Linked DNA regions of Triticum aestivum: region 2 is linked to region 1. The links are chromatin contacts, called in public Hi-C maps. All regions are on one chromosome and are shown on one strand. The core of a region is the stretch at or near the end of the contact, and the rest is flanking DNA. Distances in the headings are between cores, read along the strand shown. Region 1 holds the start of LOC123074900. Region 2 holds the start of LOC123079545 (60S ribosomal protein L24).

What was found. Hi-C and Micro-C count contacts between places; a contact is called where the count stands out from the background.
Region 2: a contact with region 1 is called in a Hi-C map of leaf, with 3 times the contacts expected there. The contact joins the promoter of LOC123079545 here to the promoter of LOC123074900 in region 1. A contact is called at or near these places in 3 of 5 Hi-C or Micro-C datasets (all in leaf).

The regions. Positions count from the first base shown.
Region 1 is chr3D:445,604,153-445,610,834 of IWGSC CS RefSeq v2.1, forward strand. LOC123074900 reads left to right here and starts at 3,919. Exons shown (of 3, transcript XM_044497632.1): 1 at 3,919-6,682. The coding sequence starts at 5,484. LOC123074899 reads right to left here and starts at 3,138. Exons shown (of 3, transcript XM_044497631.1): 1 at 2,835-3,138; 2 at 2,641-2,708; 3 at 1,435-1,903. The coding sequence starts at 2,940. The coding sequence ends at 1,766.
Region 2 is chr3D:445,908,302-445,914,983 of IWGSC CS RefSeq v2.1, forward strand. LOC123079545 (60S ribosomal protein L24) reads left to right here and starts at 3,551. Exons shown (of 6, transcript XM_044502323.1): 1 at 3,551-3,688; 2 at 4,827-4,872; 3 at 4,982-5,057; 4 at 5,193-5,294; 5 at 5,687-5,835; 6 at 5,972-6,312. The coding sequence starts at 4,862. The coding sequence ends at 6,122. LOC123079544 (zinc finger protein VAR3, chloroplastic) reads left to right here. Exons shown (of 5, transcript XM_044502322.1): 5 at 1-283. LOC123079547 (pentatricopeptide repeat-containing protein At2g22410, mitochondrial) reads right to left here. Exons shown (of 2, transcript XM_044502327.1): 2 at 6,546-6,682.

The DNA of each region.
Region 1 (6,682 bases), core at 2,669-5,168:
GGCGCCGCTGATTCATGGCGCCACTCTCTCATCGAATGCACCGTCTCCAGGTGTACATGGGCGTTAGTTGATGAAGAGCTGTGCTGCACCCTGATGGCTACAACTGAGAATCGCGCCAAGAGCTGGCTTTTCAACCTGATGGGATCGCTATCACATGAGCAATTCACCCTGCTGGCGGTGACACTTTGGGCTATCTGGACATCTCGGCGTAAGACCATACATGAAGCTATATTCCAGACCCCACATGCGATAAGGGCCTTTATAACACGCTATATCCAAGACTTGGAGGCAGTGAGGAAGCCCAGGAAACAGAGCCAAGCAACGGCGAGATCTATACATTTGGTCATTCGACCGAAGGCCCCTCCAGCAGATTATGCGAAGATACACGGGGGTTCGCCCACAGAGAGGGGGTCGGCAGTAGCTATCTGCAGAGATAGTCAAGGAGTTTTCATGGGCAGCTCAGCTTTAGTGATTGCCGGAGTTTGCGATGCAGCCACACTGGAAGCCATTGCATTGGCGGAGGATCTCAATCAACACCACTACATTGTTGCATCCGACTGCAAGCAGGTGATCAATGACATTGCTAAAGGTAGTAAGGGAGATTACGGAGTTATTATCAGAGAGATCAGATCAAGGTCACCATCTTCTACTTGTAGATTTACTTTTAAAAGGCGTGAGGCTAATGTAGAAGCCCACAAATTAGCTAAACATGCACTATCTTTACTTCCAGGGCGTTATGTGTGGTTAGGCCAGCCACATGACCCAATTTGTATCCCACATTCTGTGAACTTTGAGTAATAAAAGGTATTTTTTCTCAACAAAAAAAAGGTACTCTCTATCTAAAAAAAAAAGCGGCATATAAGGTTTACCCTAGATCCGCACGTCCATGCTTATGGTTCTGCTTATCTCCGTTGAAAGGAACGCACACCAGCGATCCAGATTTAGCTTCTAATCGGCCGATCCCTCTGCTCCCATATCAATCCGTACATTCTGCCTTTCAGATCTGTTGATATATGTTGACACCGCACTACTGTTCATTCTTAACTTCATTAGCTATCGGCCGACTTGTGCCATGTTGAACTCTACACCCGTGGTTGCACAGTTTGCAGTCCTTGTTGAGCTGTTGATCATTACAGCTGAGAAGGTGCTTCAAGCACGCAACGGAATTAACTGCGGAAGTCGACATCGGCTGCACGAGAAATGGGGACTGGTGCGTGAAAATTTATTTTGAATAAGTCGATTTTTTATGCCATTAGATTAAGATCCAATAGTTGTTCTTCTTTCTTTTTCCTTCATTCAGCTCCTTCCTTCTTCAACTGTTTGTCCTCCCATAAAATCAACTTACTCAAATACAAATTAACTCGAGTACAGATAGCTATTGTGTCACTATTGAGGAGCACAGAAATACTTAAAATAGCTAGCAAAAGAAGCAAAGATAGAATTCTCCCCGCTCGGTCTTGTTCATTTGGTGTCATTGAGTACAAATTGACATACACAGATGTCCATACTCTATCAAAAGAATGAAAAACATGAACATATGGGTACACGCATATAATATACTCCCTACGTCCCAAAATGTAAGACCATTTTTGACACTATCGAAAAGTGCTTAGAATGCTTCTTTCCTTGCTCTTGAGAGCTAGCAGAAACATGTTTAACCCGTTGGACTCGCCACCAACAAGTATCTTCCGGACTTCAAGCGCTATCTAGACTAGAGAAGAGCCATTACTAATCTCCCTATACACGGAGGTTCTGCGGATCGACTTCACCCCCGCCCGGGGCTCCTGGGCGGCTCATGGCGGCCGTTGGCGCTGGATCCAGGGTAGTCGTTGACCTCGATGTCCATCCGCGCCACCACTTCGCCGACGACGCTTCGCTCCTCAGCGGCCGCGGTCACCACGCCCTGTATGGACAGCAAAAGCCGCGTTAGTGTCACACACCTCAAGCTGAATATACATATTCTAGATGCATGCACTCAGTTTGCAACTTGCTGGCAAACACCACACCGGGAGCGGGAATGTTCTTGTTGCACCAGCGAGGTGGACCTTTCGATCGTGTGGGTGGGTGCAATACAACTACGAATGGCTTATGAGGAGTGGCCACGCATGTGGGCTGCACTGCGGCCGGCCATCTAGCCGTGCATGCATGTGGCTGGGGATGGGATCAGTGCACTGGCAACCGGCCGACACAGCTTCGGGAATGCTCTTCCGAGCGTCCAAAGGTCACATGCAATTTTGTCAAACTGTGGGTGCCGCGTCAGTGCTCTATGGTGGACACCAGCTACAGAGAGCACTTGACTTAAACTCTGAGTGTGAGTGCGCTAGCTCCCTCCCTAGTCAAATGGTTAATATGTAGAAAGAATTATCAATTATGTTTCCTGCTAGCTAGTGCCGTCTCGGCACAATGTATGCGCTAGCTTCGAGCCTCTGAATACTGAAACGGACAAGGGAACAGGCAAGCCATTCATGGTGACGGCTCCGGCCACTGGCAAGCAGAAGAAGCCAGAGCCAGGTACGTATGACTGTGTACAAGTAACAATCGACATCTATCATCAAGCCACAACTAATTTAATCCGCTTAACAGAAATATACTGTACATCTACAAGAACGGCAAAGGCATCAGGTAGAGTGAGAGATTGACCTGAACAGGCGCCGCCTCCAGAGTTAGACTAGAAGCTGAGGCTAGATGATTTCCCAAGGCCACGCTTCCTACATCCGAGAGCAAGGCTCAAAATTAAGATGCATGCATGCACATACACATGCCAAGAAAGAAGATGAACTGATATTAAGTAAGGTCCATGCATGCGTGCATGGGGTTGGAGGTCAAACACTTACTCGACACAGGCACGGAGGAGACCAGCGGAAGAAGAAGATGGCACGACAGCAGCAGCACGAGAGCAAGGACGGGCTTCATCTTCCTGCGCTCCATCGATATCGCCATCTTCACCACAACGAAAACGCAGAGCAAGGGAGGGGAGCACCGTGCTATGAACCACCTCCAAGCTCCGCCTCTCTTCCGTCGAGCGTCTAGGCTCTCTCGCTCGCCGCCTACCGCACAAGTATACACTGCACTTGGCTATCGAGCTGCTGCGTGCGACAATGGTGCCTTGGGTGGTGGGTGTGAGGGGTATTTTATACCACGGGGAGGGCCTCTCCTTGGTCCTTTGTCCCTCCCTCCCGCTCAAAAGTCAACTTCACGCGCCATGTTGAGCTCTTGTCTCTGCGTGCGCACGACAGTGCCTGTGTTGTGCTGGGGCCTTTTCGCTTCTCTGGATTTTTCCGGCTGGACCCGTCCGTCCGCGTTCATGCGTCCGAGCTGGGTGACACTGACCTGCGGCCAAGGGCGAGGTGTCGCGTGCGCAGGCCCGGTGCGTCGACGAGTGCGCATCGCAATGTGTCCGGCACAGTGGGGGCGATGCGCCGTGCGGAGGCTGAACATCATGCGTGCCCCCGTATGATTGGGCTGCGGTGGTCAACGACGCCGCAGAGTGCGTCGGAGTCCAGGAGAGCTCAGATGCAGTGGATGCTCACCGCATGCGTGGATCCACGGGAAATATCGGTAGGACGGTAGCTAGTAGGTATCTGCTCCTGTCGTGCATTTTTATCTGCGTTCCGTGGGTCCGTTTATGTAGACTAGTCCGGCATTCGTAGATTTATTTTTGATTTTTGAGGGTACGGCATGGGCGCGCCTATACCTCGCTCGACGCGAGTTCGATCGTAGCCTCGCCTGAAGCGAGCCCCATACTGGGCCGCCCAGGCGCGCACGAATCCACTGAATCATTCTTTTTCTGGGTCTTTTTGGTTTTTGATTTATTTATTGTACTTTAATACTTTCCGATATTCTAAACGTATATATTACAAAAATAAACTTTACTAAAATCTGATGCTCATCCGCTCCCCCGCTCGCAACCACGGCGACCTCACGCCTCCCGCTCGCCATTGCCAGATCCACCGCAGCTCTCGCCGCGCTATCCACTCGACATGCCTCCTCGCCGACGAGGACCACGGGCGCCGAGCGCGGCCGCACCCCCTTCCCCTCCCCAGTTGCCTCGTCATATCCACGAAGCCTTTCCGGAGATTCTGAGATTGATCTCACCAGTTCCGCAGGGAGTGCTCATGGTGACTGGGGCTCGGAGTTGGGTGGAGCGGGCGATCAGGATCCGCGACGCCACCGCGTCATGGATCTGGCGAGTTCAGGAGTGGAAAGCGGCGGATCGGGTGGTGGTGGCGGCGACAGACCCGAGCACGAGATCTATGGCGCTGCAATATGCGGGGACCTGTCAGAGGAGGGCGGATCTGGAGCAGAGGACCCTGGCGAAATTGATCCACGACGAGGCCACGATGGAGGAGAGGGCAAGGATGCCCGCCTTCCCCCAATCCCCGCCGGCAGCGGTTGTGATGTGGGCGCGGGCGGAGGCGAAGTCAAAGGATCCATGGAGGGCGCGGCGGTGGGAGTGCATGCTGGGGGTGATACCATCAGGTGCATCTTCGCAGCACGCATCCTCGTCGACGGCGGCCAGTCGAGATTGAGCGCGGATTCCCAAGTGGAGGTGAGGGCTCTGGAGGGGATTTCTGCTGCTACTTGCCATAATTTTCAATCCACGCCTCCTGGCTCTCCGATTCAAGTGGCACATAAGCGTGAGAATCGGCGGGCGACGTCGCCGCCGGCGTTGGTTACTTCTTCTCCGGCGAGAAAAAACTATGGGGGGTGCTCTGTCACTGCATGGAGGGCCCTGCTTGTCGGGTGTGTGGTGGATGTGAGGCCCGAGCTAGAGACACTTGGCGACTGCTGGTTGGCTGGCGCTCGAAAAGGGGAGATGCCCAAGCAGAAGACGCTTCCTACAGATCCTATAAGAGAGAGCAAGGCCCAGTCTGTTCCCCAAGCTAGGGTTCATCTCCGTCGCCGCTGCAGGGCTCCTCCTGACTCGCTAGTGTGGGTCAGGAAAGATTTGTTTGAGCGTGGAGAGTTCTCTGCCAAAGATTGCCACCCTGTTGGAGTGGCTGATCACCTGCCCCTTCCGAAGCAGTTCATTTACTCCAGGGATTGTTGGGCTAGAGAGCACGGGAGAATTCCATTTGCTGTTGTGGTCAAAAGGATGGCCGGAGCTGGAAGAGAGGGTTCACGAGGAGGGAGATATGCAGCAGGGAGGGGAAGAAATGAGACAGGGCGTGGTGGGACTGCTAACCCCAAATCATCAGGAGGAGGGGAGACGCAACACCAGACTGCTCGAGCTCCTGCGACCCAGATGCCTCCCATCTCTATCTACTCCAGGCCACCGATTGTTCCTCTGCCTCAACCGAATCATATGTTCTCACAGGGCCAGATGTATGCAGGATTTCCACCAGGAGGATATGCTCAATTCCAGGGTGTAAGTCAGTGGCCTATGCAACAGCAAAAATTCCCTTATCAGTTTCCTTTGCAGCCAGGCATGCTGCCATACCAATAGCAACTACCTTTCAACTCCGGGAGCTCGTCTGGTGGCAATGGCCCAGCTTTACCCTCTGGATCTAGCAAAAACAAGAAGAAGAAATATCCCAAAGGGGGGGGCTGTGGACAACAATGCTGATCAGACACAGAGCAACAGTGATGTGGAGGGGAGTGCACCTTACAATGTTGATCCGAAGTTCATTGGAGCCATATGCTATAACTGTGGACTGCCTGGACACTTTGTTGGGATGTGCTCTCTGCCCAGGAATTGTTTCATCTGTAAAACTGCTGGCCATCATATGGATGTATGCCCCACCTGGTATAAGCCATACCCTGCTGCACACTATTGGGGGAGTGCTAACACAGGCCTGGGGTTCTTCCATGTGGAAGCTAGAGATGTTAGTGATAGCAATTGGCTTAACTTTGGAAATGTAGGCTTAGTGGTTGTGGAGGAAGGGAATATCACAGGAGATGAGCTTGGGCAATGTTTCACTGAGATGTGGAAAACCAACTGGCCATGGCAGATAAGACCATATGATAAAAACAAATTCCTGGTGAGGTTCCCCCCAAATAAAAGAATTGCTGAGCTTGCTGAGTACCCATCCATGAATCTGAAAAGGAAGAAAGCAACTATATCTTTCATGAAATGGGGAGGAGAAATGCCAGAATATGACTCCTTGACAGAAACTTGGATAGTAATGGAAGGATTGCCCCCAAAGTGGATAAGCTGGAGTGTTATAGCTCAAGTGGCATCCATTTTAGGGGTTCTGGTTAATATTGATTGGCACATGATATTCAGAAGCTTTTATGAGAAAGTGAGAATTCAAGTTGCAGTCAGAGACCCCAGCAAAATACCTACTGATAGAGTGGTGGAAATTCAGCACGAGCTGTATCTGTTGAGGTTTGCAGTGAAAAAAGATGCTAAAGAAAGCTCCAACTCTGACAACCCATCTGACCCTGCTAGCAATAAGATTGAGGACACCAATGTCAACAGTGATGATGATCTACTGGGAGAAGAAATGGAAACTGAGATGGAAAAGTCTGGGAAAAATATTAATACCCCAAGGCCCTCTGCTGCTCCTAGAGGATCCAAATCAAATAGCAACAAAACTCCTGGGGCTACTATTGAGATTACTACAGGCTCAAAAAATCAGAGAGCTCCACTGACCAAAAGCTATTTGGAAGTGGTCCAGAAGAAAACTAGAGATGATTTTGGAGAAAGGTTGCTACCTAGCTTTGAAGCTGTTGTAAATCA
Region 2 (6,682 bases), core at 2,301-4,800, 300 kb after region 1:
ATGCAGGAGCGAAGAGTTTACACAAGATATACTTTTACTTCTGATCGTGATAATAAGCAGCAAGGCGAAGAAATCCACGCGGAGGAAACAGCTGAACGCCCAGACCATTTTTTCTGTATCGAAAAGTTTTGTTCTCGACCAGTAGGGATTTGCTGTTTAATTTGTTACGTGTATCAGTTGTATACATTTGTTGTTGTACCTGAAACCGTGAGTGCAATCATCAAATAATTTGCGCGTCGGATTTAAAAGGGATTAAAAAATCATATACTGTTTTGCTCGAAAATGAAAGTGTACTGTGTTAAAACAGACTGCCCAAAAACAAATGCCTTAATGAAAGCGGAGCATGCTTTCGATCATAGGTTGACAGTGGAATAGGGGATCCTCTGTTTTAGGTTGTCCTCTGTGGATGGTGTATTTTTTTAAGTTGATGGTACAGCCGCCGGCGGTATGATCTTGCGACACCATGATAGGACGTTTATTTTTGCTGCTTAAAGTTTTCTAGTCAGATAGATGCGAAGATGCAAGGTATGGCTTTGTTAGTTCAGCATATTGAGCTTTCGGTCATTTTGCAGTTGGAATCGTCTACAGCCCTATCCATCTTCAGAGATGACTCACTTGTTCGTTCTTCATATAGTCATCTTGCTTTTGGAGATCAAAGCCTTGAGAGAGGCTCATAGTCATCTTGCTTTGGAGATCAAAGCCTTGAGAGAGGCTCGGGAGTTTATTTTTCAAAAACTTTATCGTAGTCTGAATAGAGTATGGTGAGATATGTTAGAGTTGTGTTGAATATAGTGTACAAGGTAGGTTACAGTTGGACTATAAGTTGTATTGTGTTTACAGGGTACGGAGTCGTGTCCTGGTAGGGCACTTGTATCCTAGGCCTCTCATATATAGCGGGGTAGACACACGATGTAACCTATGCCAACATAATAGCACCGGACCTTAGGGGAATCCGGCGGCATGTGCTGGCGTCCAGGGCGACCGGGTGCGGTATTGTAGCGGTGTCATGGGGAGGAGCGCCCATAGTCAGGCCCCGGGATGTAGTCATATCGGTGAATCTCGTTAACAAATCTCGGTGTCGTGCTCGTGTGATTGTTTGGTCATCGGATGATCGACGGTATGGCCTCGGATTTATTCTAACAAGTGGTATCAGAGCTAGATTGTTTGGAGGCTGCGGATCATTGATTTAGAGGAAGAATTAAGTTGAGATGCAGCCGTTTGCGGTGTGGTTCTCAGCGAAATTGGAAAAAGCCAACATCAGAGACAGACACGTGTGCATGTGGCGGCAGGCGAAAGCATCAGCGGCAGCGCGAGACGTGCGGCGATCGATCGGGCTGATCGGTCGGGCGAGCGTACATGCGCGAGATTCCTGGCGAGGTCGGATCGAGCAGGCGTCGTGTCGTGGTGTTCCAGGTCGGACTCGGTCTAGAGGAGATCGATACGGTGATCAAAGGAACGTGGAGACACGGCGGCCCAGTCTGAGGCGCGCATGGGTGGCAGACGCAGCTCATGGGCTGGCGCGTGTGCACACTAAAGCCCACGCGGTGGCAGACGTATGCGCTGGAAGCCCTGGATCAGTTGCACTGCAAAATTGTCGTGTGTATGGCTGCGGGTTGCTTGAAGCTGAGTCACGGAAAAGAGCATACGAAGTAGCAAAGGCACCTGATGAGATTTGTTTGGTAAAAAAAAAAGATCTGCACCTGGTATGTACGTGGCTTGAGGTTAGCAACATGGTGAAAAGAGAAAAAACATTGGGAGTTGCCGGACACAAGTTTGGTGCATCCACGGAAGCTACCCGGAAGAGGCAATTTTTCTTTTGGATTTGTTGCTAAGTGCGCACGTGGTTTTACCGTGAGGTTCGCAAATGGATCATGCACACACAGGGCATCAAAGCAAGGCACGGAGATGTGCGGGCGGACATGACGTAGGGTTCAGCATGGTTGCAGTCGGATATGTACGGCTGGGTCGGATTGGACAGTCTGACGGATCGACGTAAGTCGGTTGGTACAGAAGACGGTGGTGGGATCGGCGACGACGACATAGGAGCGTGATGCTGATAGTGACTGAATTCTGGGACGTGGAAACACGTGGCGCAGGCCCCGAGGGCTTGTGCGGCTTCGACAAGACTATGGCGCGGGGTTGATTCAAGGTGATGTATACACGGAGCTTGAAGTCGACGGGGCGCGAGGGTGGACTAATCATCTACTATGGAGTCAAGTTGAAGGTGGAGCTGAATTGAGGGGCTACGGTGTAACGATCCAGGGAATCGAAGCCTAATCAGCAACGGGTAAAAGCGAGGGACATGTAGTTCGGACTGGAGCCTAGTGGTCTGATGGAAGCGTGAAACTCGTCATCGGTCGGTGATGATCGGTGGTACTTTGCAGTGGAGGTTGAGTGGTGTGGTTTCGCAGCCCTTGAGACTCGACCGGGACGGCAGAGGCTCGACGCGGTAATAGCGGCGAGGCGTGCGGTAAGCACGGGGGCATGGAGACGGGCCAGGGCTCTGGTGGTCATACATGTAGTGAAACAACTGCGAATTTGACTCGGGGGGACTACAAGCAATGGTGAAATTCTTTCAAGTTCCAGACAGGCGGTCAAGAAAGGAGCGGTGATGTTGAGTTCGGGTAACTCTTATGTGTGACACCCAATATGTGAGTTGTTCATTTTCACGCAGGTCAGTGATCAGTGTGTGATTGCGTTGGACAGATAACTCTGGAAGTTGGGAGCACAAACTAGAGTAACAAGGAACTTAATTTTACTCGAGTGTTGGCTGTGGTCAAGAAAAGGAGGGACTACAAGTTGCAGATGGAGTTATATGGAGTCTTTGGAGTAACAGCGGTGCTCACGGGATAAGCTCAAGTCCAATGTACATGGAAGTTTGATGCATTGATGAACTCAAGGTGGTGGAGAATATTCGCCAAGGTGGAGTTTGTTAGAGTTGTGTCGAATATAGTGTACAAGGTAGGTTACAGTTGGACTATGAGTTGTATTGTGTTTACAGGGTACGGAGTCGTGTCCTGGTAGGACACTTGTATCCTAGGCCTCTCATATATAGCGGGGTAGACACACAATGTAACCTATGTCAATATAATAGCACCGGACTGCAGGGGAAGCCGGCGGTATGTGCCGGCGTCCAGGGCGACCGGGTGCGGTATTGTAACGGTGTCATGGGGAGGAGCGCCCATAGTCACGGAATGTAGCCATATCGGTGAACCTCGTTAACAAATCTCGGTGTCGTGCTTGTGTGATTGCTTGGTCCTCGGATAATCGACAGTATGGCCTTGGATTTATTCTAACATGATACAACCGCACTGAATGTGCCACCGATGTGTGGCTGCGCCCTGTGTACTGACGTATTCTTGTCTCTTAACTGTAAATCTGTTGTCATGGAGTAAAACTTCTTTACCCCAAAAAAACACACACGAGGAGGCGTCACCCCTCATCAGAAAACAAAAAACAGAAGGCGTCGCCCAGAAAAGACGTAGCACGAGAAATGAGAAAGCCTACAAGACCAAAAACCCGGTCGAGCAACAGTGGGCTCCGACCAGCAAACCCTACTCGAACGGCCCATTAGCCCAACAACCCACGCCCACCCTACCTCTCGCGAGGTCATCAAAACCCTACCCGCGGCACACATCTCCCCCCACTTCCCCCCATCCGCCGCCGCCGCGCCTCCTCCTCGCCCAAGGTATCCCTCCCATCCTCTCCTCCCTCTCCTCCGCCCCATCTCCCCCGTCCTCCTAGGCCAATCCGTCCGGCCGCCGCTCCTCCTTCCGCCGCGCCGCTCGTCCACCGGTTCCTCCGTTTCGTTTCGCGAGGTCTGGTTGGTTTGGATCCGACGATAGGCAGCCGCGTCTCTCAATTCGCAGCCTTGGTCACCGGCGGTAGCTTGGTTCCTAGGGTTTCGCCGTGGTGGTTGTTCGAGATGCGTTCGTTTTGCGTGAGTCCAGTCTTTAGTCGCGCTGGAGCGCGCCATGGGTTGTTGTTCCGTGATCTGGATGCGTCCATTAGTGAGTATTTGCCTGCTGTTCGTGAGATCTTGCATGGGTACTGGGGCACCGGACACAGATTTGCTGTTGTAGTTTCCGGCGGCCTAATCTTTACTGTGCAAGATGTACACGGGTACGCAGTTTGCAGCAGTGGCTTCTTTGTGTTTCTGCTGCCGGTGGTTACCCAATAATCATCCAGCCTTTACGATTGAGGCGTTGTGTTATTCTTTGTTTGTGTAAAGTAGGATCCAGAGCACAAGTACTGAGGCACGGTAGCCGTTCTGGTTGCTCAGTTGCCATTTATTTGTTGTGCAAGAGAGACATGGGAACCCGCTTTGCAGCAGAGATTGAACTCTACTTTCTGCCGCCAGTAGTCGCCCAACATCACCCATTTGATTCTTGTTTGACATGCATCTGACATTGTCTGTGCCAGAGTTTATCCTACGTGTAGACAGTAGCTACTTGATAATTAGCTTACTTTTGGGCCTGTAGGTTGGTTCATTTGGACCAGAGCACAAGTACTGAGGCATGGTAGCCGTTCTGGTTGCACAGGTGCCATATTTTTGTTGTGCAAGAGAAACAGGGAACCCGCTTTGCAGCAGAGATTTACTCCACTTTCTTCAGCCAGTAGTCGCCTGATATCACACACTTAGTATGAGAGATGGACAAGGGTAGACAATTTACACCCTGTTGGTTATATGAGGTTTTGATGATTGTGCTTTTGTGGTTGTTCCATGCTACAGATCCTGCTTTGTTGTTGATTGTTCTTTTGTGTTCACTTCCTTGCTTTATGTTCTTATTAAGTGTTGCTCATGGTTCTTCTTGTCTCATTTTTAGGTAGGAGCTTGTGAAAGTTCTCTAAGGCTGAGAAGATGGTTCTGAAGTAAGCCATATGTTTTTGCAAATTAGCATGTCTTCTGTACTTAGTTCAATAGTAGTGATACCTCAAGTGTGGTTTCAGTGCTCAAATTGTTGTTTTATTTGTTCTACAGGACCGAGCTTTGCCGTTTTAGCGGCCAGAAGATTTACCCAGGGAAGGGTATCAGGTTCATTCGTTCGGATTCGCAGGTAAACTTTGTTATGTTAAGATCACCAATATTGTTGTTGAATGGTCTAGGTCATCAGTATTAAGCCTAGAAGTTTTTTCTGTTGATTCTTCAAACAGGAACCACCTATTAACGATTCAGATATTTTGTGCTGCAGGTTTTCCTCTTTGCCAACTCAAAATGCAAGCGCTACTTCCACAACCGCCTGAAGCCTGCAAAGCTTTGCTGGACAGCAATGTACAGGAAGCAGCACAAGAAGGTTTCACATTTAGACTATCATTCTCCATCATGCAGTTACTGTATTATCCCTTTTTATGCCAAAGAAATGTTGCTAGAATTTGCTTGCATGTGCTCGTGTGTTTGTAATTTGCATTTCACCTGTCATTAATTTGAGGGCAAATTCCTCCCTACAGTTTGATATGCTTGTGCGTGGTATTTATAACAAACATTAGATGACATTTGTTATGTTATTTATAGATCAGTGCTTCTGTTAGTATTCCTGTATTTATCGTGCCAGTCCTTCTGTAATCTTAAGCCTCATGATGTGCAACTTCCTGTGTTTGCTGCAACAAAGGATATTTTTTTGTTTTTGGTTACTGATTCATCCTGTCATGTGTATTTACTGGGCTGTGCTTTGATGTGTCAATGCAGGACATCCATGCTGAGGCTGCCAAGAAGAGGCGCCGCACCACCAAGAAGCCGTACTCACGGTCGATTGTTGGTGCCACTCTGGAAGTTATCCAGAAGAAGAGGGCCGAGAAGCCTGAAGTCCGTGATGCTGCCCGAGAAGCCGCTCTCCGGTACATTTTCAATCTCTTTATTGCTGTTCCAGCATTGTGTCTACTCCTAAATCTTCTGTTGCAAAAACTGATCTAGCAGCTGTTGATATTATTGTTTGCTTTTCAATCATCTTACCCTTGATTCATCATGACGCAGTGAGATCAAGGAGCGTATCAAGAAGACCAAGGATGAGAAGAAGGCCAAGAAGGCAGAGGTGACCAAGTCCCAGAAGTCACAGGGGGGCAAGGGCGCCGTGCAGAAGGGTTCCAAGGGCCCAAAGATTGGCGGTGGCGGCGGGAAGCGTTGAAAGTTGATTACGCCATAGACATAGAGTTGTGCTGCCTAGCCTTGTTTCCTATCCTACTATCATAGACCTTTGTCAAGTTATTACCCCGCCCTCTTGAATTTGCACCTTATCTCTGAGGCTGAATGGTGTTAACGTTTTGGATTGTCTTGATGAGTTTATTTATAATGAATGGTTCTTATGTTGGTTCTTATCACTTGGTAAGTTTTCTCATTGCGGTTGGCGGCAAAGTGTACAGTGGTGATAGTTTGCCCTTGATCTTAAGGGGCTCTAGCTGATTATTTCAAGTTCCCAGTCTCCCGTCCTAATTATATACTCCCTCCGTCCCATAATATAAGAGCCCTTTTTACACTACACTAGTGTCACTGACGGAGGGAGTATCTTCCAAGTCTTGGTACCGATTTCCAGAGGTACCGCATTGCTAGATTATTCAAAACCGCTACTTGGCTAATCGATGGAACCCTTGTTACACTGAAACGTCTTTGTTTGAGATATATAAGAGCGTCGAATGGTTAACTCACCGCAAATCCTTTGCATAGGGTTTCTAGGTCTTCAAGTTTCCT